Regions from separate parts of the Sus scrofa genome. Here all the other regions are linked to region 4. The links are chromatin contacts, called in public Hi-C and promoter capture Hi-C maps. All regions are on one chromosome and are shown on one strand. The core of a region is the stretch at or near the end of the contact, and the rest is flanking DNA. Distances in the headings are between cores, read along the strand shown.

Region 1 (4,453 bases), core at 1,398-3,897, 510 kb after region 4:
CATGGGGAGCTTTTAATGTCAGGTTTAACTTAAGTACAATAAAATTTACCTAGAGCAGTTTTTAATCTATTTTTTTTTGTCTTTTTGTTTTTTCTAGGGCCACACCCATGGCATATGGAGGTTCCCAGGTTAGGGGTCTATTCAGGCTGCTGGCCTACACCACAGCCACAGCAATGCCGGATCCTTAACCCACTGAGCAAGGGCAGGGACCGAACCCGAAACCTCATGGTTCCTAGTCGGATTCATTAACCACTGTGCCACGACGGGAACTCCCAAATTTATTTATCTTTATTTTTTGGTCTTTTTGTCTTTTTAGGGCCACACCCATGGCATATGAAGATCCCAGGCTAGCGGTCTAATTGGAGCTGCTGTTGCCGGCCTACGCCACAGCCACAGCAACACCAGATCCAAGCCGCATCTGCAACCTACACCACAGCTCACGGCAACAGCAGATCCCCAACCCACTTAAGCCTACAGCACCCGGTATGCCCAGACGGTCTCCCATTCAAGTGCTAACCAGGCTTGACCCTGCTTATCTTCCGAGATCAGACGTGATGGCACACGTTCAAGGTGGCACGGCTATAGACTAGAGCAGTTTTTAATGCCCAACCCCAGACCAGTTTAAATCAGGACCAGGTGTAGGGCACAGGCCTGAGCAGAAGTGAAGGTTTCTCAGGTGATTCTAATGTGCAGCCAGGCTTGAGGACCACAGAGAAGACATACTGAAGCCTGTGTAGTCAATTATTCGCCTAACCTCCAAGTTCCACATGGACAACAAAATTTTAGAATAAAATTAAATTTGACTTTTTTTAGAAACATGAATCCTTTTCCTTGAGCTTAAGTGGCAGTCTCAAAGTATTTCTGTAGCAGTTTTATATTATTTGTCACTTAGAGTCATATATGTCAAAGCACCTGCATTGACACCTGTGCACCTGCATTCTCTCCAATTCAATGGATCTTCAGACATCAGTACAGCTATATATGCTGTGTCTCTTTCAGAACAGTTATCCATATAATTGGTGACCTGTCATTCAGACTAGTGGGTAGGATGTCTGCTTTGAAAATGTTTGTCCTAGGAGTTCCTGTTGTGGCTCAGCAGTTAACGAAACTGCCTCATATCTGTGAGGACATGGATTAGATCCCTGACCTTGCTCAGTGGTTAAGGATCCCTCCTTGCCCTGAGCTGTGGTGTAGGTTGGCAGCTGCAGCTCTGATTCAACCCCTAGCCTGGGAACCTCCATATGCCGTGGGTGAGGCACAAAAAAAAAAAAAAAAGGAAAAAGAAAAAGAAAAAGATAATGTTTATCCTTAGCACCCAACAATGGAAGCTAAATGAAATTCACATGGTTATGGTAAAGTTGCATAAGACTTTCTGCAAAACAAATTGCAGTTTGAGAGCTTTAAATTCTTCATCCATGAGTTGGAATAATGACTGCCCCATAATACAGTGTTAGCATGCCTGGTGCACAACATATACTGAGCTGTTGCCCTCTTCTGCAGATTAGGCCTAATTCTACTAAGGATTTAAAAAATAAAAAATGCTTTCCATTCTCCAATATGAAAACTTCCGTGACTTGAGAATTCCTTTAGTATCACTTACCTCTGTTTTCTCTGAGAAGTAGTCAAGCTATCCTCTTTTCTTTTTCCCTTAGTAATTTCCTGCGATTTCTTCATGTTTTTCTGGCGGGCAAGTTCTCGTTGATTTCCACCTAGGAAGACAGTCATGCTATTTTCCCATCTACAAAATTAATAATTCCATTCTAAGGCCTTTATTTAAATGCATCTGAAGTTTGCTTTTTAAGTGGTAAGCCAGCAAAGAATGGCCTTGAATGGTGTTCCTGGATCTGACGACAAGGAGGAAGCTAAGAGGTAAACACTTAAGGTCTTAAGAATATTATTATACTAGTTAAGGTGTTCACTACCTATAAATACCAGATCTCTTCAAACAGGCATTCCAGTTGTCTGTCTATATGGGCCAGTATTTCAAAATAAGTTCTGGCTTTTGAGAAGTGTGGGTGGAGAGTGAAAGATACATCACAGACCACATCTCACACAAGTTGGCCCACGATAATTCAATTGTTAAGCAAGCGAAGACAGATGCTACTAAAACATTACCTGCAAGGGCCAAACAAAAGAACGAGGGAAGAGACTCAGAATTCCTGGTCCTCATTAGGCCTCTCGACTTTTTAAGTATTAAGCACCAGCTATAAGTCACCTCCAAAATAAGACCCCTCCCAGGGCTGCCATCTCCAGGGAGGTGCTCCTTGCTGTGTAAACTTGTATCGGAGGGGCAGATACCTGTCCGACCTTTCAGGCTGGACCGGAGCCAACCTTCCCTCTCTCCCATCTCACTGCAAACCGGGTCCCCACTGCGCCGGACAGAACGGGTTTCACCAGCCGGCCCCCGCCTCCCGCCCGCTGGGCCTCTGCGCTAGACTTCCTAGCCCGACGCTCCCTGCGGCTTCCTCTACCGGTCTGCACACTCACGGGCCATGCTGACCACTGAGCTTGGAAGAGAGCTACTTAGAAAAACAACGACTTCGCACGCTCAGCAGCCGTGCCCACTGGTAGATCTGAGAGACAGAGCCCGCGGCGGCGGGATACTCCTGAGAGAGGTCGACCGCCCCGCCCACCAAGCCCAGACAGCAGCCGGCTTGGCCGGAGAGGGACTGCGCCTGCGCGGCCGCTGGCGGCGGGGCGGGGGTGCGGTGCGTGGGTGCGGGGCGGTGCGGTCCCTGGCGCGGGCCGCGGATCCGCCGCAGCGGAGAGTAGTGTGCTGCCAGGGTCGTTCCGCCGTGCAAGTTTGGTAGAGTTCAGAAAGCGGGCCTGTGTCTGAGAGAGGGATAGGCGTGTGTGGACTTTCCTCTCTGCGTACAGCGAACTGGGGCTTGACCAGCCCCCATTTTTGGGGTAGCGACATTAAAAGTTAGAATATCTAGGAGTTCCCGCTGTGGCGTAGCGGGTTAAGGAGCCCGTGTTGTGTCTGCAGCGGAAGGGGTTGGATCCTCTATTCCGCAGCAGTGGGTTAAGAATCTGGAAACAAATGTGGCATAGGTCTCGACTGCGGCTCAAATTTGCCGCTGGTCCAAGAACTTCCATATGTCCTGGGCGATCTTTCATCACGTTTCAGAGGGGAGAAAGAGAGGAAGGGGACAGAATAGATAGATTGAATGTTAGCTCTGCGAAAGGTGGTATTGGCCCCTTACTTCTTTATTCACCCATCAAGCTTGCAAGGTGGTCTTAATTGTTCTCGTTTTTTTGGAAGAAGCAACTGAGACTGAGACCAGAAGCGACAGATCTACTAGGCAGGGAGCAGTGCAGTGAGGCAGAAGTGAGATTCAAGTTGAAAACAGACTCTCTCAAGTCTGTTCATTTCCTATTTTATCCCAATGCTTTGTCAGGGTGGACAGTACTTTGGGAGTTCCGTGGCTCTGTGCTTGGGTTGTGTGATGGGGAAAGAATGGAAGGGAATGTAGTATTACCAGGAATTCAGAATAGCCTAGAATTACCTTAAACCTACTGAAAAGCGGTGGAGCATCTGTCATGGCTAGATGCAGACATGTAAAGATGCTTGGTATTTATTATCTTCATCTATTCTGTTAATTGTTACAAACTGAAAAATGGGTAGAGTTAGTCTGGACACCCTAAAATTATCCTATTTTGTAAGGCTTTTAATTTGTTGGTTATTATTTTTTTCATTTTTTATTTTTTGTCTTATGAAAGTTCCCAGGCTAGGGGTTGAATCAGAGCTGTAGCTGCCTGCCTAGGCCAGAGCCACAGCAACACAGGATCTGAGCTGCGTCTGCAACCTACACCACATCTCACGGCAATGCCGATCCTTAACCCACTGAGCGAGGCCAGGGATCAAACCCTCGTCCTCATGGATACCAGTCGGATTCTTTTCTGCTGTGCCATAACAGGAACTCCTTCCTTGTGTACTTTTTTTTTTTTTTTTTTTATGGCGGTTCCCAGGCTAGGGGTCCAATCAGAGATACAGGTTCTGGCCTACGCCCTGGCCACAGTGACTTGGAATCCGAGTGGCATCTGTGACCTCTGACCCTGAACCCGGCATCCTCATGGATGCTAGTTGGGTTGCTAACCTCTGAGCCATGATGGGAACTCCTGTACTTTTTAATGTGGCTGTAATACCTGCTCAAAAATTACTATAGTTAGGAGTTCCCATTGTGGTGCAGCGGAAACGAATTTGCCTAGGAACCATGAGGTTGCGGGTTCAATCCCTGGCCTCACTCAGTGGGTTAAGGATTCAGTGTTGCCATGAGCTGTGGTGTAGGCTGCAGACACAGCTTGGATCCCTCCTTGCTGTGACTGTAGTGTAGGCCAGCAGCTGTAGGTCCAATTCGACCCCTAGCCAGGAACCTCCATATGCTGTAAATGAGGCCCTAAAAAGAAAAAAAAATTATTATAGTTGAGACTTTATAAGTTAATGCGAGCA
Region 2 (4,202 bases), core at 71-2,570, 800 kb after region 4:
TGGGAACTCCTGATCTATTCTTTAGTTGTAGACTTAGGTAGATTATTTGACGCATACCTAAATAGACAGAGAGTGGGGTTAAGGGCAAATGCCTACCTCTTAGCTATCGGTGAATCTGGATAGATCCTGCCTTGTTTGAGAATGAGTGAGCATAGATGAAACAAAATGTGGGGATGGGTCCATTTGAAAATGTGGCAGAACAAAGGGCAGGGGACAGTATCCTGGAAGCTCATAGAAGTTTCCTATCTCTGAAGAACCTAAAGGAGCCAGATGGAAATTGTCAGATATTGTTTAGTATCTACAATAATAGAATTCAGTGAGATACTGAGTGTCGTGAAACATGAACATGATGCCAGGAAGAGAACACAGGCTGAAAAGAAAAGACAACAGGTTGGGCTATGGAAGCCATTCAAGTAAGATATAGATCACTTTCAAGTAATAGCATAATCAGTGCACGACAGTTTGCATGTCAATCAGCATCAGTCATGTGGAGAACAGATTTGGAAGGCTTTTCTAGGATGCAGAAAAAAAGGCACATGCAGAAGGAAACAAATTGAAAGCCATAGCAAATATCCAACATATGAATAGTTTGTGTTCCTAGGAAAGATAGCATAACCTATGAAATAGAAGCAATAATAAAGGATGAAACAAAACCCAAGCACACATGCTCAAGGGGCTCGGTGCATTCCAGACAAAAACAGAAGAGACCCACCTCTAGATATACGTGAAGAAAATGTTTTGAATTACGTAAGTTAAAAAATCCTGCAAATATCCACTTGGAAAGGCAGTTTATCTATAAACTGGAGGGACACATTGAGCTTTTTTCCTCTAAAAGCACTACAATACTATTTTGGAGAATGGCCTCTTTCTCACTTGAGTCAGTACAATGGGACTGTCAGACCCTTTATCCTTTCCTGCCAAGAAGTGGGACGCTGACCCGAGCCCCATAGAACAGTCTCTCTCTGGAACAGGAACTTCAACAGAGTTAACAGGAAGAACGAAAATAGTCACTTCTATTCCAGTGACTAGTTGCAATGTCACGATGTCCACTGTCAGCTTGCAGCTGAAATTCCAGGAGGGGCTCTGTTTCAAGCCTGTTGGTCCTTCTTTTAGATTTTGAGGATATTCCCCTACATCCTTTCCATAAATTCCACTTTTGCTCCAGTTGGCAAGAGACTCTAAGGCAGATTTTGGGGGGAAGTAGCCAGAAAGAGGAAGAAAACCATCATATTCCCCTTCCTATGTCAGGTCTCAACAGCCCACAGCCCACAGCATAGATGGCAAAACTATGTATTCTGGACTCCCTAGGTCCACCAGAGGGTGGCGCTATGACATACGGAATAGCTGCTGCCTCCCAGTAAGTGGTATGAGGCATTCTGAAACAACAGGGTGGGATGGCTCCTTCTGATAGCATTGGGTAACATAAAGCAAGAGAGGCATAAAATCAGATCTCTACATTATTGCCTCGGGCTAGTTTGCTGTGGCCTTACTATTTGGGGCCTTTAAGACTCAAAGTTAGTGACGTAATGGCCACATTGCCATAGGCAGAGTTCATGTGGAGTTCCTTCCCTGTCTGATCATTTTGGATAAGCTAAGGATGTATCAGAGCAGACAGTTTTGCTCTCAGCCATTTTAATGACAGAGAGTGCATTTAGAGTTTACTCTATTTATATTCTATACCCGTGCACACATGCAAGGCACCAGCAGGGAAACCAAACTCAAGCTGTCTTTAGAATTACCACAAGCGAGAAGACTTCTAAAACTGCCGTATCTATGGGTTTTGGAGGAACAAAATGCTGTGGCCCAAGCATTTAAACTAAGTCACATTGGCTTTTGTGCATGACCACAAAAGAAAACCATCCTCAGGAGCTCCTACAGTGGCTCTGTGGCAACGTATCTGACTAGCATCCAAGAGGATGTGGGTTCGATCCCTGACCTCGCTCAGTGGGTTAAGGATCTGGCGTTGCCATGAGCTGTGGTGTAGGTTGCAGACGTGGCTCGGGTTGCTGTGGCTCTGATGTAGGCCAGCTGCTACGGCTCTGATTCGACCTCTAGCCTGGGAACCTCCATATGCTTCGGGCGTAGCCCTAAAAAGACGGAAAAAAAAAAAAAAAGAAAAGAAAGAAAGCCATCCTCAGATAAGTCACGGTCCGGGGATTGTAACATCTGTATTCCCTTCCTGAAAAAATGGCTCCAGCCAACTAGGAGAAGACGCAAAGTAGATAGCCAAATAAGGACACCCATGGTCCGAAAGAAATCATAGGTCTAACCTGAGCCAAATCCCAAACCTAACCCCATCTCTGAACCTGGGAACCTCATCGGATTCTTTGTTGTTGATTTGAGGAATTTGGCAGTCCAAGCGGGAAGCTTGGGTTCAGCCTGCTTCCCTAATCTGCTTCCTTCCTTGGCTGCTTGTTTTCCTGGGGCAGGAAATGTGTCTGTCCTGACACATCTTTTGCCCCCTCGTACACAGAGGATCTAATACCTTGTTTGGTGAGCACTTGTGATTTGTATTTTATTTATGTGTTTGCCCACAAAGCTTAATCTATCCACAAGGTTGTGACTCAGAGCTGAGAAATATATACATTTTCCCATTTCCACCAAGCAGGATGTTTAATGCAACATAAAGACCTTTAATTTAAAAATTATGTTTTATTAAGGTATAGTTACTTTACAGTGTTGTGCCAGTTTCTGTTGTACAGCAGAATGACTCAGTTACACATTCTTTTTTATATATTTTTTCTATGGTGCTCTATCCCATGGTCTAAAGGAATAAAGACCTTTTTTTATTGTTGTCCAAAGTAATGACTTTCTGTATCTTTAAATCTTTGAACAAGTTTATCCTACAGAAATAAAATAATTGGTTTGTATGTACATAAATGTATACATTAAGTGCGAAAAAAGAAGTAACTTGAATGCCATCAATAGAGCATGGTTAAATATGCTGTGGCATGTCCATATTTCTGGAATATTATATAACCATTAAAAAGGAGGAGTTTGATTTATATGTATTAACCTATAGGACAAGCTACAAGAAAACAAGTTAGAAATGTGCATGGCATGACCCAGTTTTTGTAAAATCAGAGAAAAACCTTTGTTGGTGTGAAGATTTTCTTTTCGTATCCATTGCTACGAGCATAGAGAAGAGTGCAGACATTTAGCTTTTAACATTTGTACTCTTCAGGGAAAGGTGATGGTGGGAGTGAGGGTTGCAGGGAAGAGGACTATTGTTGGGTTTTTCTCTGATAACTTTTAGGATTTGGAGGGCCTTGTAATAAAAGGTAATAAAAATATTATTGCTTTTAATTTGAAAGAAAAAAATCCGTTGAAGTAAATATTAGCGATAACTCATCCAGAGTGGCTTCAGTGTTTTCTTTTTAATTGGGAAGGATGAATACTGGATCTAGGAACAGATAGATTTTTTGTTTGTATGATCTATGACTGTTCCACTGCTAACTCTTCTTAAAAACTATTATATGTTGTAAGTTATCAACTTAATAATTCACACACCACAACATTCACCCTTTAAAAGCCTGCAATTTGGTGGTTTTTCAAAATATTTGGAATTGTGCAAGCATTGCTATTATCCAATTAGAGACTATATTTTCTTTACTGCATAAAGAAACCCCATACCCGTTGGTAGTCGTTCTGCATTCTCCTCTCTCCCAGCCCCTGGCAATCTTTGATCTACTTCTGTGTGTGGATTTGTTTATTATGGAACTTCATATAAATGATCATACAAATGTGACCTTTGTGTTTGGCTTCTTTCAATTAGGACAGTGCTTTCAAGTTTTATTCATGTCGTAGCATGTCAGTATTTGATTCCTTTTATAGACAGATAATATTTCATTAAATTGGCATATCACTACTGCTTATCCATTCCTGAGTTGGTTGACATTTGAATTGTTTCCACTTTCTATTTTGAATAATGTTGCTTCGAACATTTGTGGACAAGCTTTTGTGTGAACATAGTTTTCAATTCTTTTTGGTATATACTTAGGGAAGAATTGCTAAGTCATATGGTAACTCAATGTTTAACATTTTTGGAATCTGCCAAAGCAGCTGTATGGTTTTACCTTACCTAATGCATAAGGGATGCATTAGGATTCTAATTTCTTCACACCCTTGTCACTGCTCGTGATTTTCTGTTGTTTATTTCAGTCATCCTTTTTTGTATGAAATGGCTGATTTGCTTTTCCCTA
Region 3 (4,229 bases), core at 1,605-4,104, 630 kb after region 4:
TAAAATCTTATCCATTCATCTTCAATGTTTATCCCAGGAGATTGGATATAGTGCTAAACATTAGGATCTTGACGTCTTTTTTTTTTTTTTTTTTTTTTTTTTAGCTGCACCTGAGCATGTGGAAGTTTCTGGGCCAGGGATTGAACCCACACCACAGCAATGATCCAAGCCACTGCAGTGAAGGCGTCAGATGCTTAACTTACTGCACCACAAAAGAACTCCTGGGTTATCTAATCTAAATGTTTGCATTTCAATGGACATTTATTTAGTTAGTTATTTTTGTCTTTTTAGGGCCGCACCCTTGGCATATGGAAGTTCCCAGGCTAGGGTTGAATCAGAGCTGTATCTGCTGGCCTACATCACAGCCACAGCAATACCAGACCCTAGCCACGTCTGTGACCTACATCACAGCTCATGGCAACACAGAATCCTTAACCCACTGAGCAAGGCTAGGGATTAAACCTGAGTCCTTATGGATACTATTCTTCCTATTTTTGCCTACTGCCTTCATATATTTCCTAGTTTTGTTTTATGGCCACGCACGAAGCGTATGGAAGTTCTTGGGCCAGGACTGATTCAGAGGCGTAGGTGTGGAAATTCTGGATGCTTTAACTCACTGTACCAGGCTGGGGATCAAACCTGTTCCTCTGAAATGACCCAAGCCACCATAGTCAGATTTTTAACCCACTATGCCATAGTGGGAACTCCCATATATCTTCTAGTTGAATTGAAGGTAGGATATGAATTATTTTTTTGTTAGTTCTATGCTTTGGCATCCTTTTTTGGGGGGGGGGGCACACATGTGGCTAATGGAGGTTTCCAGGCTAGGGGTCAAATCAGACCTACAACTGATGGCCTACGCCACAGCCACAGCAACATCAGATCCGAGCCATGTCTGGGACTTAAACCTCAGCTCATGGCAACACCAGATGTATACTAAGGATAAAAAGCAAAAAACAAAAACAAATGAAAAAAACACTGAACAAACCTAGAAGGAAACTAACCTTAACATCATAAGAGCCACATGGGGAAAACCCACAGCAAATATCATACTTAATGGTGAAAAATTGAAATCTTTTCCTCTAAGATCAGTAACAAGCTAAGGATGTCCACTTTAACCATTTTAATTTGATATAGTACTAGAAATTCTAGCTGGAGCAATTAGGTAAGAATGAGAAATAAAAGGCATTTATATTGGAAAGGATAAAGTAAAATTATAACAGTTCACAGATGATTTATTACATGCAGGAAGCCCTAAAGATTATGTACACACACACACAATTAGAACTAATGAATTCTGCAAAAGAGCAGTACACAGTTAAAAATTGAGGGTTTTTTTGTCTATTTTTTTTTGTCTTTTTAGGGCCGCACCTGCAGCATATGGAGTTTCACAGGCTAGGGGCCCAATTGGAGCTGTAGCCATCCCTCTACGCCAGAGCCACAGCAACAGTGGATCTGAGCCACGTCTGTGACCTACATCACAACGCTGGATCCTTAACCCACTGAGCTAGAACAGGGATGGAACCAGTGTCCTCATGGATGCTAGTCCGGTTCATAAACTGCCGAGCCACAATAGGAACTCCTGCATTTAAATATGCTAATAATGAACAACCTGAAAAGGAAACTACAAAAGCAATTACAAAACAATAGGCAAAATAATCTTGAAAAAGAAGAACAAAGCTGGAAGACTCACACTTAATAATTTAAAAACTTATTACAAAGCCACAGCTATAAAAATTATGTGGTACTGGTATACAGACAGACATACAGACCAATGGAATCAAATAGAAAGTCCAGAAAAAAACCATTGCATGCGAAATAATTTTTGATAAAAAATTTTTTTTTTGACAAGGGAGCCAAAGACTATTCAATGGGGAAAGGACTGTCTCTTCATGTTGTTGGGAAAACTTGGTACCCATATACTAAGGAATTTAGCCAGGCCTTTATCTAACATCATGTATAAAACTAATTGAAAATGTCTCAGACTTAAGTGGACTAAATAAGATTTTTTCTCATTGTCCAGTGGATAAGAAGCCCAGATTTGTTATAGGCAAAGTTTTAGAAATGTTATAATCCTATATAAAACATATATAAAATATGTACATCCAAGTTGTAATTTATCACTCTTAGAGTTTTTAATTTACTTGTTCATGATCTCTGTGCTTTATAAAGGAGGGCACTGTGCCTGTTCTCCACTGTATCCCCAGCTCCCGAAGAGCACCTGACAGAAGACACCTAAGAAATACTTGTTGGAGTTCCCGTCATGGCTCAGTGGTTAACGAATCCAACTAGGAACCATGAGGTTGCGGGTTCGATCCCTGACCTTGATCAGTGGGTTAAGGATCCGGCGTTGCTGCGAGCTGTGGTGTAGGTTGCAGACGCGGCTCGGATCCCCCGTTGCTGTGGCTCTGGCGTAGGCTGGCAGCTACAGCTCTGATTAGACCCCTAGCCTGGGAACCTCCATATACTGAGGGAGCGGCCCAAGAAATGGCAAAAAGACAAAAAAAAAAAAAAAAAAAAGAAAAAGAAATACTTGTTGAATGGATGAATAAAGAGTTTAATTTCTTAGGGCAGCTTGTTCAGTGTCCAGCTCTCATATAAGATAAGCTTTTTCAAGTCCCGCAATGTCCTTTCTGTCTGCAGGAGAAGAAGAAAATGGTGCATAGCAAAAGAGCTGAGACCGACTGAAAGGAAACCTAGCCCAGCTCTCAACTCTCAGCTCAGCGTCTTAGGAGGCGCGTCTCCACAGGCTCGCGATACGACAGGCCTCGTGGGCTGCACCCCTGTCCCTTATTGGCTGAGTTGGGGGGCGTGGGGCTCAGGCCGACCAATCACGGACGGCGTGCGTCAGCACGTGCGGAGGTCGACTTGAGAATCTGGGAGGTTTCAGGCGAGTTAGGGCTGCCTGGAGCGGAGTGGAGCTGTGGCCTCGAGACGGGGAGTTGAAGGGGGAAGCTTGGGCTCCGAATCGGCGCAGGCGGCTCTCACGCGTTCCTTCCTGCCTTTGTGCCCGCTGCCATGTGGGCTACCCTGAGGTTGGCCCTGAGGCCGTGCGCCCGCGTCCCTGTCTCCACGCTGCGCGCCTATCATGGGGCTTCCGTGGTCGCACTGGGCACTCAACCAGACTCTAGCTCTGCCATCTACCAGGTAAGGCTGGGTGAGCGGCCTGGAGGACCTAGCCTGAGTCAGTGATTCGTCTTCCACTTGTCCTCCAGGGCCGGACCGACGGGCCGAGGCACTGGCTGGACTGGGAAGCGGGTGGAGGATGGGCTCACTTTAACAGCGGCTGCTTTGTTCTCTGGATCCCATCAGGATTCTGGGACGCGCTAGGGATTCCTGAAGTTTGCAAGAGAAAATCAGATACATTTTAGTTCCCTTTTAGCAGTGGTACTGTATTTTGTATCTTTACCATCAGTTGTTCTCAAAACCTGGTTTAGCAATTGTCACCTGGAAATTTGTTCGTAGTACAGCTGCCTTAATCCTCACCCTGGATCTTTTTGGTCTCCGGGGTGGAGTCCTAGTGTTTGCATAGTTAATGAAGTTGGGGGGGGGGGGCTTGGTGGCTGTCAGGTTTGGGAACCACTGGCCTAGCACAGCTCCCCCTGGCTTGTGCTTCCCAGACTTTAAATAGTTGGTTATGTTAATAGAATAGAATGGTCTATGTTAAGACCATTTATGTGTCTCAAATGGTCTTTCTTGGACTTGGGAGGCATCACAAGGTTATAGAGACAACTCCTGGTTTGTGAAATATCAGAGCTGGAAATTTTCAGTCTCTCTCATGGTTTCTAAGCCTACACAGATAACATTAAATTGTGCAGGAGTTCCTGTCGTGGCTCAGTGGTTAACAGATCCGACTAGGAACGAGAGGTTGCAGGTTTGATCCCTGGCTTCGCTCAGTGGGTTAAGGATCCCGGCGTTGCTCCGATTAGACCCCTAGCCTGGGAACCTTCATATGCCATGGGTGTGGCTCTAGAAAAGACAGACAAACAAAAAAACAAAAATTAGGAGTTCCCGTCGTGGCGCAGTGGTTAACAAATCCGACTAGGAACGATGAGGTTGCGGGTTCGGTCCTGCCTTGCTCAGTGGGTTAAACGATCCGGCATTGCCATGAGCTGTGGTGTAGGTCACAGACGCGGCTCGGATCCCGCGTTGCTGTGGCTCTGGTGTAGGCCAACAGCTACAGCTCCGATTCGACCCCTAGCCTGGGAACCTCCATATGCCGTGGGAGC
Region 4 (4,365 bases), core at 1,733-4,232:
TAGCACAGGGAACTCTACTCGATATTCTGCGCGCGCCTCTATGGGAATGGATGTGTGTAGATGTATAACTCAGTCACTTTGCTGTACAGCAGAAATTCACACGGCACTGTACATAACTGTACCTCAAGGAAATGTTTTTAAAAAGAAATATTGAGAAGATTAAAAATGACAGCCTGGAGATAGACTGGATATGGATCCTAAGGAAGAGGAGGTGTGAAGGATGACACCTAGTTTTTGATTTGCTAAAATGAATAAATAGTGCCAAACAATGAGGTTACGAAACGTTAGAAGAGGATCGGGTGTAGCAGAACGATTCATGAACTTGCTCTTCCTTTGCCAACTAAATGTGGGGTTGGGAAACCAAGGAGAAAAAAATGTTTCAAGAAGCAAGGAGAGGAGTTCCCTTCGTGGCGCAGTGGTTAACGAATCCGACTAGGAACCATGAGGTTGCGGGTTCGGTCCCTGCCCTTGCTCAGCGGGTTAACGATCCGGCGTTGTCGTGAGCTGTGGTGTAGGTTGCAGACGCGGCTCGGATCCCGCGTTGCTGTGGCTCTGGCGTGGGCCGGTGGCTACAGCTCCGATTCAACCCCTAGCCTGGGAACCTCCATATGCCGCGGGAGCGGCCCAAGAAATAGCAACAACAACAACAAATAAAAGACAAAAGACAAAAAAAAAAAAAAAAAAAAAAATTTGTTCTCAATTAAAAAAAAAAAAAAAAAAAAAAAAAAAAAAAAAAAAAAAGAAGCAAGGAGAGATCAACCATGTCGAAAGCTCTAGAGGGGTGAGGTAATCTGTAGCTCGAAAATATCCACGAGAGGTGCTTCAGAGGAATGGTGAATGTAGAAGCCAGGGTGGATGAAAAGTGAGTAGCAAGAAGGAAAACAGAGACATTTTTCCATCCACCACAAAAACAAAAACAACAAAAACAGGAAAGATATTAGCCCCCCCCAAAAAGAGTTGTAATTCTCACCAAATCAAAAATATCAACTGAATCCAAACTCCACTTGGGATAAAAATAAATCTCGGTGTATACACATCATTTTATCTAGTTCTCTGAACTCCAAAGGGATGGAATTAGCTCCAGAAAAGCACAGTAGTTGTTACCATTGCCAGTCAGATGAGAAAATTAGCAATTCTATTGGCACAATCTTATAAATCTACTATACTTTAACAAAAAATTAAAAAATAAGAAAATAGCAATTTGGCAAATAAATTGCCTCCCAAAAAAAATGCTATTAAAAAAGTCACTTTGAGGCTTTCCCATTGTGGCACATCAGAAACAAAACCATGAGGTGGTGGGTTTGATCCCTGGCCTCGCTCAGTGGGTTAAGGAGCTGGAATTGCCGTGAGCTGTGGTGTACGTCGAAGATGTGGCTCGGATCCCGAGTTGCTGTGGTGTAGGCCAGCGGCTATAGCTCCAGTTAGACCCCTAGCCTGGGAACCTCCATATGCCACAAGTGCAGCCCTAAAAAAAAGCACAAATGCATCTTTAGCTTTTAAATTTCATGCCTTCCTCTGCATTCTACACATACGACACATCTTCCCACAATGTTTTTCTCCCATATCCAAAACCTTATCCAAGTTCGAGGTCAGGTCCTATCAGTGAGTCTTTTCCGGCTAAATCCCTATCTGGTTATTTGGAAAACCTTAGCATTTGAGAATTTAATGTGTAATGTTGCTAAGGTCTTGCTCTCAAATTGCTAAATATTTTTCACAATAGATTACAAAGTCCCAGCAGGCAGAGACTAGGACTTCTCGTTCTCTTATATGTTATTAACACTTTCTGTATATTCAAATTAAGTGTAGCATAAGCTAATCATAATTTACACTGTTCAAAACCCCATTTTCATCTCCGAATCCCAGTCCTCAAATTTCCCTATGAATAATTAACATGTATTGATTAGTATATACCATTCACTGTTATTCACACTTCACTTCTCTTTTGTGTGTGTGTGTGTGTGTCTTTTTAGGACCGCACCCATGGCATATGAAGTTTCCCAAAGGGGTGAAATCGGAGCTGTAGCCACTAGCCTGCACTACAGCCACAGCAAAGCTGAATTCCAGCCGTGTCTGCAACCCACACCACAGCTCACTGAAATACTGGATCCTTAACCCACTGAGTGAGGCCAGGGAGCGAACCTGTGTCCTCACGAATGCTAGTCAGATTCCTTTTCGCTGAGCTACTGACAGGAACTCCACTTTTCACATTTGAACACACACAATCCTCCCAAGAACCCGAGGATACAGATATTACTACTCTTACTTTCCAGATCAGAAAACGAGTCAGAAAGGACAAGTGACACAATTAGTAAGTGGCAGATTTGTGAATCAAATCAAGACAGACACTGGAGACCATTTTCTTAACTTTTTAGTAACATAAAAATAACCCTAATAAGGGCTGGTCCTACCTGCCTAGGTTTACTGGCCTGCAGGATTAAGCAGCACAGTTTAGGAGCCAGAATTTAAAAGAAACTCTATTTCGTCACACGCTGTGTATTTCCTCCGCCCCTGCCCTCCGCGGCAGAAGAATCCGCTATATTCCTGACGACCCGTTGGTGGCGCTGCAGGACAGGTATGCGCTGAGGCCGCGTCAATGAGAGAGGCTGAGAGGGGGTGAAGATTCGATCTGTAGCCCCGCGGTGGGAGGAGCCTAAGGAAGAGGGAGGGCTGGCGAGTGGTGTGTCCTGCGCAGGCGCAGAACCTGGCACTCCCCCGAGAGTGAGGGCTGCTGGGTCGGTGACGTGGCCTGGCAGCGTCCACTCCGGTGAGCCTCCGGGGAGCCCCGCGCCGCCGGAACTGTCCGTGGCCTAGTCCCGACGCGTGTGTGCTTGCGAGCCGGGGACAGCGGCGGCGGCCCGGCCTGCGGGGACCCGACAGGGCCGCTGCCATGGGGAAGTGACGCGCTTGCGACCGCTGTTCCGCGGCAGCGGCGAGACATGAGGAGACCCCGCGGCAGGGGCAGCGGCGGCGGCTCCTGATCCCCGCGATGGAGGAGAAATACGGCGGGGAAGTGTTAGCCGGCCCAGGCGGCGGCGGCGGCCTCGGGCCGGTGGACGTGCCCAGCGCTCGGTAAGGGACTGATCTGGCACCCGCCTCCCGATCTGCGGTCTCCCCGCGCAGGCGAGCTCCCTCTCCCTCCCGTCCCGTTGACAGCCCGGGACTCCTCCTCGGTTCTGCACGCGCCCCGGAGCCCTCCGTCCTCCCTGCTTCGGCTCCCAGGCCGCCTCTAGCTTTCTTTGGCTCCGCCGTCCCTCTCTGCAGAATGAATGCTCTAAGATCCAAGGAGGTTCTGCTTGAGATCTGGGTTTCCAGGCAGACCGTTAACCTTAGAACTGCCAGCCAGTTGACGTGAGAGGTTTTTCTGACCTATGAGAAGCATTTCTGTTGGCTGTTTCTCCCCGAAATAATGGGTTGGTGATACTTAACCTTTCTGACGTCTGCCTGCGTAAGTTAGAGGAAGGGTCACCGTCATCTCTTGAGGCGAAGAAACCAAAGTACAAACAGATGAACTTTGATGTTCAGGTTAACCCCGCACACCAAGAATCCAGCCGGTCATCTAGTTTTCCTTTCTTCGTTTATTTTGTTTTGTTATTAAGAAATGTGTGCTCGTTGTCCAAAAATTCAAGCAGCACAGAAATTCATAGAGTAAAAAGGAAAAATCCCCCCTTTATCCCCTTCCCAGCAATGCTCCCGTTAATCCCCAAGAGGTAAGTATACTGACCACTTTCCAGTGTGTCCTTCTTGACCTGTCCTAATTTCTGAGGTAGAGTGAAAGATGCGTAAAACATGGCCCAACAATTTTCATTGCCTTTATAGTTAATGAGGTTAAGTTTTTCTTGTTCTTGAAAACTCCTTTGAGATTTAAAGATGGTTTTGGTAAATTCTTGGAACTGTAGAAATAGAATCACTAACGCAACTTTTTTTTATGAAAAGGGAAGAACACAGCAAATGCTGGAGCAAAATTTAAATTAGCTGCATTTTCTGTAGTACAAGTTCAATTCTAATCTATTTTGAGCAACTTGTTTTTGTAAATAACAGGATATCAGGTATTATTTCCTGAGATGCGACAGCTAAATGCAGTAGGCAATTCTGATGTGGATTTCTAGAGGGGAAAATGCTGTGAAAGACAGTACTAGGTCACTTGACAAAATTGGACTCTGGACAATAGATTAGATAAAAATATATCCATGTTAAATTTCCTGTAGTTGATAACTGCACTGATTTTATGAGTATGCTCATGATCTTAGGAAACACAAGTATTTAGGGATAAAGTAGCAGGATGTATGTAACTTACTCTTTGAAAAGTTCAGGGGAGGGAGTTCCTGTCATGGCTTAGTGGTTAACGAATCTGACTAGGATCCATGA

Evidence for each region. Promoter capture Hi-C pulls out the DNA fragments that hold promoters and counts their contacts. A called contact is a pair of places that touch in the nucleus more often than the background predicts.
Region 1: a promoter capture Hi-C map of fetal liver shows a contact between it and region 4, with 2.6 times the contacts expected there. The contact joins the promoter of LOC100517502 here to the promoter of SLC30A5 in region 4. A contact is called at or near these places in 3 of 5 promoter capture datasets (fetal liver, fetal skeletal muscle and liver), 7 of 47 Hi-C or Micro-C datasets (blood, embryonic fibroblasts, heart right ventricle and 4 more) and 2 of 2 datasets of contacts at active chromatin or transcription factors (alveolar macrophages and skeletal muscle).
Region 2: a Hi-C map of fetal liver shows a contact between it and region 4, with 2.8 times the contacts expected there. The contact joins the enhancer-like site here to the promoter of SLC30A5 in region 4. A contact is called at or near these places in 2 of 5 promoter capture datasets (fetal liver and liver), 9 of 47 Hi-C or Micro-C datasets (blood, brain, embryonic fibroblasts and 5 more) and 1 of 2 datasets of contacts at active chromatin or transcription factors (alveolar macrophages).
Region 3: a promoter capture Hi-C map of fetal liver shows a contact between it and region 4, with 4 times the contacts expected there. The contact joins the promoter of MCCC2 here to the promoter of SLC30A5 in region 4. A contact is called at or near these places in 2 of 5 promoter capture datasets (fetal liver and liver), 7 of 47 Hi-C or Micro-C datasets (embryonic fibroblasts, heart right ventricle, liver and 3 more) and 2 of 2 datasets of contacts at active chromatin or transcription factors (alveolar macrophages and skeletal muscle).

The regions. Positions count from the first base shown.
Region 1 is chr16:47,794,932-47,799,384 of Sscrofa11.1, forward strand. It overlaps LOC100517502 (small EDRK-rich factor 1), which reads right to left and starts at 2,648. Exons shown (of 3, transcript XM_003134027.5): 1 at 2,488-2,648; 2 at 1,601-1,709. The coding sequence starts at 2,494.
Region 2 is chr16:48,087,786-48,091,987 of Sscrofa11.1, forward strand. No RefSeq gene overlaps it. Among named protein-coding and RNA genes, the nearest start is that of CARTPT, 46 kb to the left of the region's middle. Within about 2 kb of position 1,321, at least 3 of the 83 cell types and tissues checked have an H3K27ac peak or open chromatin away from gene starts, as enhancers often do. A contact at or near this core is called in fetal liver and liver, where this site is marked.
Region 3 is chr16:47,914,454-47,918,682 of Sscrofa11.1, forward strand. MCCC2 (methylcrotonoyl-CoA carboxylase beta chain, mitochondrial) reads left to right here and starts at 2,855. Exons shown (of 17, transcript XM_005672531.3): 1 at 2,855-3,147. The coding sequence starts at 3,019.
Region 4 is chr16:47,281,992-47,286,356 of Sscrofa11.1, forward strand. It overlaps SLC30A5 (solute carrier family 30 member 5), which reads left to right and starts at 2,983. Exons shown (of 16, transcript NM_001137624.1): 1 at 2,983-3,069. The coding sequence starts at 2,987. It overlaps LOC110257255, which reads right to left and starts at 3,472. Exons shown (of 3, transcript XM_021076818.1): 1 at 3,467-3,472; 2 at 2,409-3,366. The coding sequence starts at 3,472. The coding sequence ends at 2,449.